2 separate regions of the Mus musculus genome follow, and region 2 is linked to region 1. Evidence: chromatin contacts called from public Hi-C data. All regions are on one chromosome and are shown on one strand. The core of a region is the stretch at or near the end of the contact, and the rest is flanking DNA. Distances in the headings are between cores, read along the strand shown. Region 1 overlaps 1700012B07Rik (RIKEN cDNA 1700012B07 gene). Region 2 overlaps Abca5 (ATP-binding cassette, sub-family A (ABC1), member 5).

Evidence for each region. A called contact is a pair of places that touch in the nucleus more often than the background predicts.
Region 2: a Hi-C map of muscle stem cells shows a contact between it and region 1, with 2.9 times the contacts expected there. The contact joins two enhancer-like sites. A contact is called at or near these places in 6 of 39 promoter capture datasets (the 3T3-L1 cell line, cranial neural crest, hematopoietic stem and progenitor cells and 3 more), 2 of 484 Hi-C or Micro-C datasets (muscle stem cells and nephron progenitors), 1 of 115 datasets of contacts at active chromatin or transcription factors (embryonic stem cells) and 4 of 9 other capture datasets (adipose tissue, embryonic stem cells, liver and 1 more).

The regions. Positions count from the first base shown.
Region 1 is chr11:109,807,999-109,811,894 of GRCm38.p6, reverse strand. All of the region lies in intron 2 of 1700012B07Rik (RIKEN cDNA 1700012B07 gene), which reads left to right. Among named protein-coding and RNA genes, the nearest start is that of Gm11683, 13 kb to the right of the region's middle. Within about 2 kb of position 2,509, at least 6 of the 459 cell types and tissues checked have an H3K27ac peak or open chromatin away from gene starts, as enhancers often do. A contact at or near this core is called in muscle stem cells, where this site is marked.
Region 2 is chr11:110,266,479-110,270,881 of GRCm38.p6, reverse strand. Abca5 (ATP-binding cassette, sub-family A (ABC1), member 5) reads left to right here. Exons shown (of 39, transcript NM_147219.2): 39 at 1-1,513. Among named protein-coding and RNA genes, the nearest start is that of Abca6, 17 kb to the right of the region's middle. Within about 2 kb of position 2,196, at least 92 of the 459 cell types and tissues checked have an H3K27ac peak or open chromatin away from gene starts, as enhancers often do. A contact at or near this core is called in muscle stem cells, where this site is marked.

The DNA of each region.
Region 1 (3,896 bases), core at 1,260-3,759:
CCAGGGTAATGATGCTGTAACTGAGAGAGCTGAGACAGAGTCATGCCACAGCCCCTCCTTCCTTTTACTCTTGCAGAGTCTTTGTTATTTTAAATGGAGGAATTTTTTTATTCCTATATGTATTTATTTGTTGGACAATGGGTTTATATTTATTGGTTTATTCATTCATTTACAAGTTTATAGACACAGTCTCATGTATCGCAGTCTAGCCTTTTACTCACTATGTAATAGAGGATGTCCTCGAACTCCAGGTCCTCCTGCTTCCACCTCTGGAGTGACAGCTATGCACCACCAGATCAAGTTTATGTTGGGGAACAAACCTGAGGCTTTCTACATCCTAGGCAAGCACCCTAGCCACTGAAGCTACACCCGAGTTCTGGCAAATTCTCCTTTCTCCCTGCTTTTCTCCCTTGCTCTCAGCTTCACCTGTTATCTACCCACAGAATTGTTTTAGCACCAAAGGCAAGGCAGTTTCACCCTGGAGGTACCCACACTGCCTGAGCTGAGAGAGCTTCAGAGAGGCATGATGACTTTACATTTTTATGTCTTTCTTTAGCTAAAGGAGTCAAACTCTTTGCTAATGCATAACAGGTCTTCTATGCAGGCTTCAAAGATAGAGGGACAAACCAGGGGTTGATTCTGAGGCAGATAGCTCTCTGTGACCTCACTTACAATCTGAAAGACAAAAGGCCCTCCTGGTCATTGAACACGGAGCCATTAGCGCTGATGAGGTTGTCAGAATGCTTTTGCCAAATTCTCCCAGTGACCTCCAGGGGCCCAGCCACACAGAGAGCAGAATGGGTTACACTTTATGCAGACACCACAGGCTTTATGAAGATGTATAGTTTGGGTCCCCAGAAAAATCCGTGTTGCCGTGGCGTGGCGTTCCAGCCCATGAGAGCTAGGAACGCTTGACCTTGATTAGGAAGAGCTTAACAAATGGGTCTCCTGCAAAGCCTGCCTTCCTTCTTAGTCCTCAAGGAGAACTGGGTCGGGGGAGGCAAAGAAAAGATGACCTGCAGCAAAAGTGAAAGGAAAGGGGGCGGAGATCCTTTATCTTGGGATAAAAGCTTTGGCTTTAAAGCCAAGGAGGCAAGAAATCATCAATGCTTTGAAGGTGATGCTCGAATCAAGGGTTGTATCCATCTCCTATCAGTCACCTTCTAAGGACCTCCCAGGACCCCACAGCTTTTCTACTGCCATGTACATCCATATTGATTCTCTCCCAGCTTTCCTAGTGTATCTTTCTCTCCAATTCTGTTTAGGGACTGTCTTAGGGTTTTACTGCTGTGAACAGGCACCATGACCAAGGCAAGTCTTATAAAGACAACATTGAATTGGGGCTGTCTTACAGGTTCAGAGGTTCAGTCCATTATCATCAAGGCAAGAGAATGGAAGCATCCAGGAAAGCATGGTGTAGGCAGAACTGAGAGTTCTACACCTTCATCTGAAGGCTGCTAGTGGAAGACTGACGTCCAGGCAGCTAGGGGTCAGGGTCTTAAGCCCACACCCACAGTGACACACCTACTCCAACAGGACCTCCTAATAGGGCCACTCCCTGGGCCAAGCATATACAAACCACCACAGGAACCAAGTTCCCCCTAGCTTTCCTACCTCTACACTACACATCCTTTATGCAGTCAACACAGTGACAGGAACTTCAGACAGAGCTGTACATGGAAATCACATTCTGTCTTTCACTCAGCAAATACTTGCTGACCACCTACTGTGTGTCAGGCACTGCTCCAAGAACTGAAAACATTCTGGAGAATAAAACCAATTAAAAAATGGTCAGAGGCTTGAAGATAATGTATTATCCAGTCTCCAAGGCATCCTATCTTTGCAGAGAACAGTTCTGTTGGGGGGCGGGGGTGTTGAGCATCCTTCTCATCTGCAGGTGGTCCCATCTGGGCCAAGTAAATTTTCTCAGGCAGCTATTAGCTCTCAAGCTCTGAGCAAGGAATGTTTGGGAAATGTTTATCCTTGAGCCTGAGTTCAGAACCCACTCACCATACTTCTTTCAAGTCCGTCTGTGTGTTTGTTATTTACCTCCCACATCAAAGCAACTAGAATTTTCTAACATCTCAGGGTGCCCTCCCACTTCTGACCCAAAGTGTTCAGGAAATCACAGAGCAAGTTTCCAACAGATGCTTTTGCCAGAGCCAAGCAGGTTTCTGTGTCTGTCAACTTACTCTCACTTCATCTCCCAAGCCCGACATAGTGTGGAGGAGGAGGAGTGGGGGCTGGGCAGCCTTGCTGGTTTTTGAGCTAATGAGCTGCAGAAACAAGATCGGCTTCCATTGACTGACACGGAGATGTTAGTATTTCAAATGGAATTGTAGTGTGTGCATGGGCATGTATGTGTATGTATGTGTGTAAGAAAGACAGACAGAGAGACAGAGTCAGAGCCAGGAATGTTTGAAAAAGAAATCGGTTTGCTTGGGAATGTGTGGTTTCCACAGTAATTTTGGAATCTATGTGCAGACAAATGGCAGAGACACAGATTGAAGAGTCCCCAGTCCTCCTCCTCCAAAAGCTGTGTATTGGATGTGACTGATGCCACAAACCTTGCTTAGAATCTGCTTCTGCTTGAAAGTATCAAGGAAAACTTTGGAGACTGTAGATCAAAAAAGCAATGCTCCAATTTATCCAGACTCAGAGTAAGCTCCTCTTTCAGGCCAATATTGCATAACCACACATCCTGGTGGGACATGCCCACTTAGTCTGGGTTGTTTCGCAGAACATGACTGGTTTTTTGGGAAGGAATAGATCTCTGAAAAAAAAAAAGGAGGGCAGTGGATAGACCTGTAACTTTAATTTTTTTCAATGTCTTATTTTTAATAATGGTTCGTAAAGGCTTTCACCTCCCTTGTACACCACCACCCATCAGAGGTAGTGGAAAAGAAAGGATACAGGGGAAGTGGACCTGTAGTGGACCTGCAAAGGTTCTTTGGAGAAACTCCCATTTGTGTTGTTTGGAAATCGGCACTTCAGTTCACAGGGTAGCAGGCAGTGGCAGCTGGATCTACTCACAAACACTTTACAGATACACCAGCAGTCCAGTTTGGTAGAGTCAGGTTAGCAATAGTGGTGGCATGACCTAGCTAGCAGAGACAGTTAAGCCTCAGCCTGAGTCAACAGAAGGGACTAGGAGGGACACCAGGAGAAGTTCTTGGCTGTGCTTCTCTCAAGGAAGCAAAAATCAGCAAAGATGTGAGACAAGTGTTGTACAACTAACTGTACCAGTAAGCCAAGCTCTGTCTCCGTCACTCCCTGGAGACCTATTTTTACCCTCCAAACATCACGTGACCTTGCCTCAGCATAGGTTTTGCCTCAGCATGTGCATCCAATCAGCCCAAGTCCTTGGAAGCGGCAAGAAACTGCAGCACACCACCAGAAGTTTTTGGTGCGGTTTCTCTCTATGGCATCCCAACAAATGCAGCTCAACTACACAGTGTAAGGCAGACCAACACATGCGTGTTGTCAGCAAAGAATCCTTCATTACATGTCTTTTAGCAGAGCATCCTCTATCCTGTGTCTCCTTCAGCAAAACATTTCCTCACAAGTCGGCCTTTCACACCTGTGTCCACGTTAACAATACATTCCTTCACATGCTTGTCCCTGCAAAACACCATCCAAATAACTTTCCAAAGAACCCTTAAGTTTCCACTTCATAGACCCAGGAATAGTGAGTGATCCTCCACATGCATGCTTGTGTGCTGATGGGTAGTTTGCCTCTGATCTCAGGGACCTTGTCTTCTGTGATATAAAATGGAGTTTGCCATGTACCAGTTTCCCTCTGTCTCCTGCTCCCCTGAAATGTGAGGAGCACCAGCCATATACTCATGAAGCTAAGAACTCTGCCATGCCTTCCCCCGCTGTGGCGGACTGTACAC
Region 2 (4,403 bases), core at 947-3,446, 460 kb before region 1:
TAATTAATCATTTAATTAATGATTACTGCATGACCAATATAGTCAAGATGTATTTAAGATGAAATCTTTATTTTTGCTGATAAATTATAAATTGCACATTGTATTTTCTCAGCAAGTCATTGCTAAATGGTGCCGTAAACTTGAAGAGCTATCTTTTAGAATTTAAGTACCTTGGGCCTTTTTTTGGGGGGGATGTGATTTTTGTAACTCTGTAACCTAGAACACATACCCTTAAAAACAAACAAACAAGCTGCATTTATAGTTTACTAGGACAGTTACCGAAAAGGGTAGGTTTCATTTGTGTCTTAAAAGCGTTTGGCCCTCCTAAGACAGAACTGTCTCATAGAGATGGTGAACACAGGCCATATCGCCTTCTTTCTCATATAGACTTGGTCACTGTCTATTAGCATTGCTCAGTGTGTGCTCAGTGTAAAATATAATTTTCCTAGGGAATGAAAGTCGAGACTGCACTGTCTAGTCTTCTATATTGTGTGTTCATTCATATTACAGTGGATAGTTTGGTTTTATACATGGATTTATTTTAAATTATCTTAAATTATTGCTTTCAGAACTTTGTTTCTTTTCAATACAGGTAAAGAAACAAGTGTATTTGTTAGCAACAAATGAAAACAAACTGCAGCGTCACCTTCCTGCCTTATATTTTCCATCTGTGGCCAAACAGTAAGAGTAGAACAAAGGCAGACTCTGCCGAGTTGAAGGCATTGCTGTCTGCAGCAGAGGGGCCGGTCAGGAGGAAGCAGTGGAAAGCGTTCTGGGAGGTTTGCCTTCTGTGGGCTCTTCCCTGCTTTCCATGCTGTTCTTAGGAAAAAGCAGGGTTCTTTTTTTTCCCCCAAAACTTTAATTTGTCAGAGATTATTTGTAGCCAGTTTTGGTTTTCTCTGTTAAAACATGTTTCGATACTTTAAGCACACCTTCCAGTGACTGCGTTTCAGAGTGGGCTCTTTGGGTAGAAGGATGAACTGTTCGGCTCTGTAAGATCTTACATTTTATTAAGACAAGGATAGATACTTATAACCAGTTATGATATGACAATGCTTTGCTACTAGTCTTAAGAATATCTTCTAGGAAAATGAATAGCACAGTTAATTTTACTAGGGTGAGTGTTGGTTTCCCGGTTCTTTGTTGGTCACTCAGCGTCTCATTCCGATCGTGCGTTTCACATTTGTTACAATGCCATCTTACATTTTCAGGTAGCATTCAAAACGCAGGACTTTTTTTTTTTTAAATAGCAAATGCTTTTAAATGCTTTTTCTTAATGTATTTTTAATATTGTTAACATTGAGTTCTCATCTTTCCCCTTGAAATAGCATATTACATAAAGTGAGAGAATTTATTCTCAGGTGAATTATTTTTGTATCAGCTATTCTTATAAGGTAAAAATTTACTTGTTTTCTATTCATAATGTGTTATATGTACAATTCTCAATGCTGCCCTTTAAGAAAAATGAATGTGCTTATATTATTAATAATAAACTTTAAGAGCTAAAAATCTATGACAGACTTCAGTTTGTATACCAAAATTCATTTAGTGTTCATAATTAGATGTGTGACTTAAATTCAAACTTGAAGCAGTCCTCTGTGCCTAAGATGGTAATATCCCTTAAGGACCCACATAAATGAAGGGATAAGAAAACATTGGGAGGAACTGCAGTTTAATCATACTCAAATTCAACAATAGATAACCAAGAAAAAAAGTAAGAGACTCTTGTTGCTTAGCGAGCCACTGGACATATTCTTCTCATTCTGTCTAGTTGAAAGTCAAAAGAACTTACAACAGCCATTTACCATTTACATGCAGAGCCCTGTGCTGGGGAGGGTGACTATTACCAGAAATGGGGTAATTCCAAAATTATTTATTTAAAAGTGTTTTATTTTTAGTATTACAATTAAAGTTTGCATTTAAAAAATATCTTATTTCTGTCATATGGAAAAAGCCCCAGTTTTTTTCTAACAATATTTTTATTAGTTGTTTTGGCATTTCACATCACGTACCTGATAACACTCACTTTCCTGTCCTCTCAGATCTACCCCACCCTTGTGACCTTCTCCCCAAAAAAGAAGAAGAAAAATTAAAACAAATCCAATTTCTTTTGCAAGAGCAACGTTGGAATAGACAAGGTGGAAAGGTGGATAAACCCTTTGACCGCTAGGTGGCAGCAGAGGGCTACGTGGGAGGGCACCTTCCTAATCCAGGAAGGAAGTTGGGTAAAGAAAGCCTTCTGAGCAGAGGCAGAGCCAGCCAGGCAATCTTGGTGACCAGAGGCTCAATTCTACTGAGTGTGTTGGCTTCATAAGTGCTAGTCTGTTTGGGGAGTAGTGACAGGACTCAAGAGAAGACATGAAGGACAAGAAATGTGAAGCAAGCCAGCAGACAGCCTCAGCCGTTTGTCAAACTGAAAGCAAAGGATTACAAATACAGTCGTCATAGGTTTTGTAGGCTCAACACAGGGAGTAAATCACTGGTTTTCAGTCCCTCTTTTGATGCCTTTAAGAAGTCACAAAACCGGGCTGGAGAGATGGCGGGCCATTAAAGGCTAGGCTCACAACAAAAACATACGAAGTCACAAAACCAAATTTTCAGGTATTCTACAAAATAGTCTTGAAGGATATTTTATTTATTTGTCTGTTTACTTATTTTATGTGAATGAGTGTTTTGCCTGTATGTATGTGTGTGCACCACGTGCACGCAATGCCAGCAGAGGCCAGAAGATGTTAGTTAGCATCCCCAGAATGAAGTTACAGCCAGCAGTGAGCTTCCGTTTGAGAGCTGGGAACCGAGCTTGAGTCCTCTAGAGGGGCAGATGCACTCTTAACCTCTGAGCCAGCTCTCCAGCGCGTGATCAGGGAATCTCAGCACTTCTCATTCAAGCGCAAATATATTGATAACTTACAAAACTGGGAGGTAGATTGGCAGAGATGGGCAACAACAACAACAACAACAACAAACCCTTAAAAAGGGATTTTGGGGGCATCACCTTTGTTAGAGAGGTCACTGCAGTCTCCAGTTTGTTTTTTTTTATTTCTCAACTGCTACTTTCTATAGTAAAGCCAGTATTATTTATGCATTTGAAATAGATTTATTATTTCTCTTACAGAGTCATTTTAAAGATTTAGCTGGTAATTCTTACAGTGAGAGACTCAAGATCACAGTGATAGAAAACAATGCCATTTTCTTGGACTGTCTGAAATCTAACTTCTAACCATTTGAAGATATTTGACTTCATTCAAGTTCCATGCTGGGGACAGGAGCCTGGAGGGTGGCAGTCAGAAGCGTCCTTGGTGTGATCCTGAGAAAGAAGGTTGTGTAGCAAAATGTCTTTACTTGAAGATACAGAGAAAGAATGTAGGGAATCATGACATGTTGTGGCTAGTGATAAACAGGTTATGTAGGGGAAAGAGGAAACATCTCTTAGCCTCAGCTACAGGGGCGATGTGGGGGCTGCGGCGACAAAGCCATAACACACGGAAGATAAGCTTGGCATCTCTGCTGAAAGACTGGCGGTAATTCATAAATCCAGTGAGATGATACAGTATTTCAGTGACTCCTGCATGGCAGGCCAGTGTTGGAAAAGAAATCCATTATGCTGCTGCTTATATCTAATGGTATAGCAAGGTACCATCTTGAGAAGAGGGCCTACTGTTTGAGACTGAGATACTTTGGAGAGAGAATGGAACAGCTGCAATTGAAGGAGTCTGGTGCCTCGGTGTCTAGGTAGGCAGGAGGCACGAGGCATAGCCACGGAGCAGGGAATAGTCAGACATCAACAAGCTGAGTGTAATTGTAGGGCTAAACTACAGAAGGCATGGTAGCCTGCCCAATCTGGAACAAGGACAAAGCTGTTGCGTATAATTACTAAAAAACAATCCACGCTATTGGCGCATAGCCCAAGGCCGCATAATTCCCCTTGCCAAGGCCTCTCCCACCAACGCTGGCTCTGCCTCTCTAGAGCTCCGAGATAGCTCTCTTGGTTCCCATGGGTAGCTGTGCCAAACCCACTCAGCACTTCCAAATTTCCATGGCTGGCCAGGGGGGCACTGTCGCCGATCCATGCTCCTCCGCTACCTTTTCTCTATAACCTAGTCCTTGCCTAATTTTCCCATCCCAAAGTCTGACTGAATTCCGCCTCGGCTAAGTTCTTTCCCTCTGGCCCACCTGAGTTGCTGCAGAATGAAAAACACCAGACAAGCTTAGTTTAGAATCAACAGATAAAACAACTGCTGGGCGTGGAATCTGTCATCCTAAATTCATCATCTATTCTAAGTTAGAAATCTTCTGGTAGCAGATCCTGATGGCACCAAACACTTCCTGGTATACATCTTGTCTGCTCCCACTTCTCCGTCCAAAAATTAAGTGCCCTTCTCCTGCCCTCTTCCTCTCTCAGA